Regions from separate parts of the Anas platyrhynchos genome. Here region 2 is linked to region 1. A link is a contact called in public Hi-C data. All regions are on one chromosome and are shown on one strand. Each heading gives the region's core, a stretch centred on a gene start, on an enhancer-like site or on the middle of the called end of the contact. The rest is flanking DNA. Distances are from core to core; before and after follow the strand shown.

Region 1 (2,700 bases), core at 57-2,556:
CATCCTGGTGGAGACTGAACATCTCACTGTGTGTTTCTGGAGAACAGAGAAGGGAATCTGCATAGTAAAAAGCCAAATGCAAGCATGTATAGGTAAAATACATCATTGGCAGTGGACTAGTAGATTAACTTGGTGTGCAAATCCCAGTCAGCTGATGAAGATCATCAGATTGATGTTAAAGCAGTGAGCTCAGTTTGTAGCAGGTAAGACATTGTCTTGGGGAAAAAAAAATAAGTTTCCTTGTGAAGTCGAAAGGCCCTGAACACCGCCTATCTGGGGACTGTTAGGAGTGACACCAGAGATTACTAAACCTGGAAGAAGTTAAATGAACCAAACCCTTTTCATTTTCAATGTAGCGTGGTCGTTAGCGCCCTTGGCGGTGTTTCTGCTTCGTGCAGTTTTGGTGGGTTTTACGCTTGGTTGCGCTTCCTGCCCTGTGCATTAGCATAATGATGGCACCGGTGGGGAGCATGGCTCTGTGCTCCTCCTGAACCCACTGGGAAGGCTTCACTGCTCTCCGGTAAGGCTTCGGTTCTGCCCTGTTGGAAATCCAAAGGGAGGGACCCCTCTTTGTGAGCGGCCTTTGGAGCAGAGCAGGCAGCAGCAGGAGGATCTCAGGGCATCTTCACCTCGTGTCGGTGAGCACCTGGAGCCTGTGGCGCTGTGGGAGAGGCAGGAATAGACAGAGGGCACTTACCCCTGAAGCAAAGTGGGAGCAGAGCCTGAGCTGTGCCCCTGCTCCTCGGGCTGGGCACCGCCGATCCCAGGAGGGAAGCACCGCGGAGGTCGCACTCCTCCGAGCACCGGGAGAGCTCCAGGCCCCAAACGGGTGTGCAGGGCTTGTTCCTCCGGGAGCTGCTCCCAGCCTCGCTGCCTCCTCGGGACACGCAGGAGTGGTTTGGCTTCTCCGTGGGGAGATGGCTGTGGGAGAGGGAGGAGCGTGCTGCCGGGAGGCAGCGGGCAGGCCCTGGCACATCTGGGGAGGGTCCGCTTGGGTCTGCAGCTCTTCTGCCTCCGAAGAACACCACCCAGCCTGGGCTGTGCTGTGGAAGTAGCAATTAGAGAGCTCTGAGTGATAGAAATCTGTATTAAAACGAGCTCGGGAAAAAAACTTCGGGAAGACTTCATCCTGTTGAAGCTGTCTGGAAGGGGCTCCTCCGGCATGAGTCATCTGCAGCTGGAGAGGACCCTGGGCAGAGCCTTCCTCCCCTCTGCTGAATGGGGCTGTCACCGTGCCCAGGGCCAGGGGAGGGAGAAAAATGCCCTGATTCATTTCCTAACCAGATACGCATGGGAGGGCTCCCCGCAGGGCTGCTGCGGGGGGGGGTTGTGGCTTTGTTTTTCCAGTGGCTCAGCTCCACAGCAGCAGCGCTGGGCAGCTTCAAACTCCCACCCAGAGGCCTGGGCTGCCCCCCAGCCCGGCCCCAGCCAGCACCCAAGGGTGCTGATAGGCCTGGTGCTGCAGAGGAAGTGGCTTCTGGTACAAGCAGCCAGCAAGCTGCGAGAGTCTGGCTGGGTGCCTGCCAGATTCGAGTTGACACAAATGTTTAAAGTCTTTGGCTTTTGTCTTACTCTTGTTCTAAAGATTTCTCTGCTTTCCTACCATTAAAATATCACCTATGCCAGTGTTTTTTTAACAAACAAATACATGCTTTATTTATTTTTTTTTTTTTGGAAAAAAAAAGTCTATAGATCATAAAAATATTCTCAAATGCCCTCGATACTGTAGTAAAACCCAGGCTAGACCGTCTGCAGCCCAAGGTGTTGCTCGGGGCCTTTTTGTGCTCTCCCATCCCTGCAATACGACATCCTAGAGACGGTGTGGGAAAGACTCGGGCTATTTGAGGTATCCGGCGCCCCCTTGTGCTCTTTCTTCTCGTGTGTTGCGATGCCAGGAGCTGCCGAGGGCCCCAGGCACACGCAGGGACAGGGAACTTCAGCCTCATCTTGCTTGGAGATTGGACTGCCCCCCGGCACAAGTCTGCAGAGTTAACCCCAACCACGCAGTGTGCATGTTCAAAATACAGCCACAAAACTGCTTTATATATTCCCAAAGACAGAAATAACTCTCTACATTCATTTAAAGGTAGCAGCATTTGCTAGGTATAAAGTTCCTCCGCTGACTGTAATTTTAAGTGGGGTTTCAAACTTCCCTGGCTCTTAAGAGTATGATGCAAGTTTAGATTTTTTCCAGCCTACTCCGTACTACGTGATTACGTGTTTTTAATTATTCACTTTTTGCTCTGTACAGAATGTGCTGCTGCTCCCCAGAAGTCACGCTTGAGGATTAGATTGATTTAGTCCCTTAAAAATAATTTTTCAAGTTGCCCACTGCAAATGCCTGAAAGGACTTCATTTCTGCAAATGAGGTGCAAATTCCAGAGTAAAAGAGGTAATTATCTTACAGAGCTAACTAAATAGCTACCACTCCTCTGAAAACGTGGCCTTTACTGGTATGCTCTCTTAAAAAAGCACATGTACTGTCTTTTCTGTGGATCCATTGCTAGCAGTAGAAGCTTGAAGTTGTTCTGAGGACACAAATACATTATTTTCCTGGCCTGATGCAAAGTCCCAAACTTAGTGACACCTTTGATGCCAAAGCAATTGACTGCAGCGTGTGCAGTGAGCTCTTCCCGTTGCTGGCTCCTCAGGGATTAAAGATGTTGCTTATTTCAGGTTTATTGACCCACCGTGGTTTTC
Region 2 (2,700 bases), core at 103-2,602, 44 kb before region 1:
ATTCTCTACCACCAACTGCTACCTAAACATCCCATACCAGGCCCTACAGGTAATGCTGGCCTGACACCATTTACCAGCAACCTCCCCATTCTCCTATGACACTTTAGAAAAAAATAATCCCTGTTTCAACACCAGCTAATGGGTTAAGTTCTTCCTGATTTTTATTTAATACTGAAACATTCATAACCTTTTCTCCTGGATATTGAGCTCGATAAAATGATTGATACACTGTAGGGTTTTGGTTCAAAGTACATTCATACATTATAAGGGCCTTCTCCAAAAAGTATATACAGATATTAAGAGAAGAACAGTGCTATTGATGGTGTATCTTATACACTGAGCTACACTAACAATCTCTTCAGTCAGGAAGCACATATTGAACTTGGCAAAACAGCTGGCTCTGTATATTACTACAAGGTCTTTAATGATAAAAGAGGGATTCTCTTAAAAAGTGACTGGTATTCAGCTTTAGAAAGCCTTTTACAAGTGAAGCAAAAATAAAGGCAAAATGTACAGATGTGGGGGTACAGGTGTGAGAGAGATCATAATGCTTTGTTGGGCTGCAACAATGTGCAGGCTGCATACTATTACACGTAAAGTTTTCACTGAAATGCACACACAACAAAAAAAAAGGACTCTGACTATGGTGACATAATGAAGATCAATCTACCCCTGGAGAATTTAGGTTCAAGTAACAGAAGAGGAGCTATTGCACCCAATTTAGAAGACACTCACACCTTCAAGGAGGAGTTATGTTTCTCCACCTACCTATTTGACAGAATCACAGCACAACTGTAGGTGTGGCAGAGCCCTCTGGAGGCCAGCTGCTCCCACCCCTGCCCAAGCTGGGCCACCCAGAGCCACTTGCCCATGTGCAGGTGGCTTCTGAAGGTCTCCAAGGAGGGAGATGCACAGCCCCACTGGGCAGCCTGTGCCAGTGCTCGGTCACCCACACAGCACAGAAGTGCTTCCTCCCCACGTCCCTCTGGATGGCAGCACAGCCCTCTGGTGAACGAGGCCCTCCCCCCAGTTGTGTTATCTGCCAGCTTACAGTACCCCAGTGTACAGGTCATTAATGAAGATTTTAAACAGGACTGGTCCCAGTATTGACCCCTGGGGCCCTCCAGTAGTTACTGGCCTCCTTATTAAAAGTATGTAAGTGAAACTGTATGTAACAGATAAACTACCCACCATTAAAAAACCACCACACTAATCCCTTACTTTAAAGCATGTTTTATCCTCTAGGGCTCCTTCTCCTACATAATTAGGTTTGTCATTCCCCCTCTCTCTTGTGTTTGCTCACGCTTCAGTGACTGATGAAGCAACATCAGACCTGTCAGTCACCGTGAAGAAAGTCCAACTCCTCCCACCTGGGAAAACCCCAGAACCTGCTCAAAGGTCTATCTGTGATCACTATCAATACTATCTGTGCCCAATATATCCTTGGAAGAAGACATAAAAAGTACACTTAAAGGAGATAAACAGTGATAAAAAAGGTTACCTAAATTGCTTATGCAGTTGTTAGGTACACAGTTTTGTGTCACACTTCTTTAGACACGGACATGGCTTTTAGATCAGCATAAATTAATCATGCAACTAGCTACTTTTCAGCAATGATATTCTCAGAGATTATATTAATGAAAGTAACTGCTAACAGTCACCCAACATCTGAGGAGAAGCAGCACCTAACTGGGTCTCCATGCCACAGTATCAAGCAAATAACACAGTGAACTATTTTGTTTATACTGACAACTGTATTTATTTATCCTAATTTCAGCATGGCTTGCTGAGTCTGCAAGTAGTGTTAGTAACCTCGGGAACTGTGACCTCCTCGAAACATGAAAATCCACAGAAAAAGATAATGAAAAGAGCTGTGAATGATTCACACTGAATTATTTAACATGGAGTTAAAATCATTTTCTGCACCACGGAAACCAGTGTTCATGATTATGAAAGAGATCAACAAAGCAAGTTTAAAGACTTTAATGCAACAAAGTTTCAAAGAAATATTTTTTAGTTTTCTTTAGATAAGGAGTTCTAGTCACATAGAGTATTGAAATAACCTCACATACAACTGAAAACACAGGAAAGAAACATCCTTTTAAAAAGCTGTTTGAGATCTTAAGTGCGTGACAAATTTCCTTCAGTATTTGGAAGAAAAGACATCTTGCATTGAATAATGTTACTAGGTTAGCACGCACTCTCAAGCTAAGATTTTCTGCACGCTACTTTTACTGATAGCGGTTACTCAATGCACCTGTTAAATGAAGGACCACTTTGTGAAGTTTATTTGCTTTATGGAGAGATTTTAAGAAAGCATTTTAAAAAAGTCTAATCCATTGCTTCAATATCTAAAGCAAACAGACGTTTGTGTGTTAACCAGAAAAAGTAAGTGGCTTAAATATTACTAAAGGCTGTCTGTACTCAGAGGAAAGCAAGGAGTAACAGCATCTCAAACAGTTAATATAAATGACGCATTTAACAGCTTTTGCTCTAAGAAATGAACTGTTTTTTTTCCCCTCTCTATTTACACAAGGCAGCGTACAAACCTTAGTGTGGCTTACACAAACTCTCTTGATCTTTAACATCACTTTTACTGTCTTGACACCCACTTTTTCACAACTCATCTGTCACGTTTTACTAACACAAAAGCCACAGAGGAAACAGGAAAAAAAAATCCAGATACTGCTCTGAAGTACA

What was found. Hi-C and Micro-C count contacts between places; a contact is called where the count stands out from the background.
Region 2: a Hi-C map of subcutaneous adipose tissue shows a contact between it and region 1, with 4 times the contacts expected there. The contact joins two enhancer-like sites. A contact is called at or near these places in 4 of 8 Hi-C or Micro-C datasets (F1 follicle, liver, skeletal muscle and 1 more).

What each region holds. Positions count from the first base shown.
Region 1 is chr1:14,063,162-14,065,861 of IASCAAS_PekinDuck_T2T, reverse strand. LOC106018873 (a long non-coding RNA gene) reads left to right here. Exons shown (of 3, transcript XR_005264253.2): 2 at 2,252-2,392. Among named protein-coding and RNA genes, the nearest start is that of KMT2E, 22 kb to the left of the region's middle. Within about 2 kb of position 1,306, at least 4 of the 8 cell types and tissues checked have an H3K27ac peak or open chromatin away from gene starts, as enhancers often do. A contact at or near this core is called in subcutaneous adipose tissue, where this site is marked.
Region 2 is chr1:14,106,788-14,109,487 of IASCAAS_PekinDuck_T2T, reverse strand. All of the region lies in intron 2 of KMT2E (lysine methyltransferase 2E (inactive)), which reads right to left. Among named protein-coding and RNA genes, the nearest start is that of KMT2E, 21 kb to the right of the region's middle. Within about 2 kb of position 1,352, at least 3 of the 8 cell types and tissues checked have an H3K27ac peak or open chromatin away from gene starts, as enhancers often do. A contact at or near this core is called in subcutaneous adipose tissue, where this site is marked.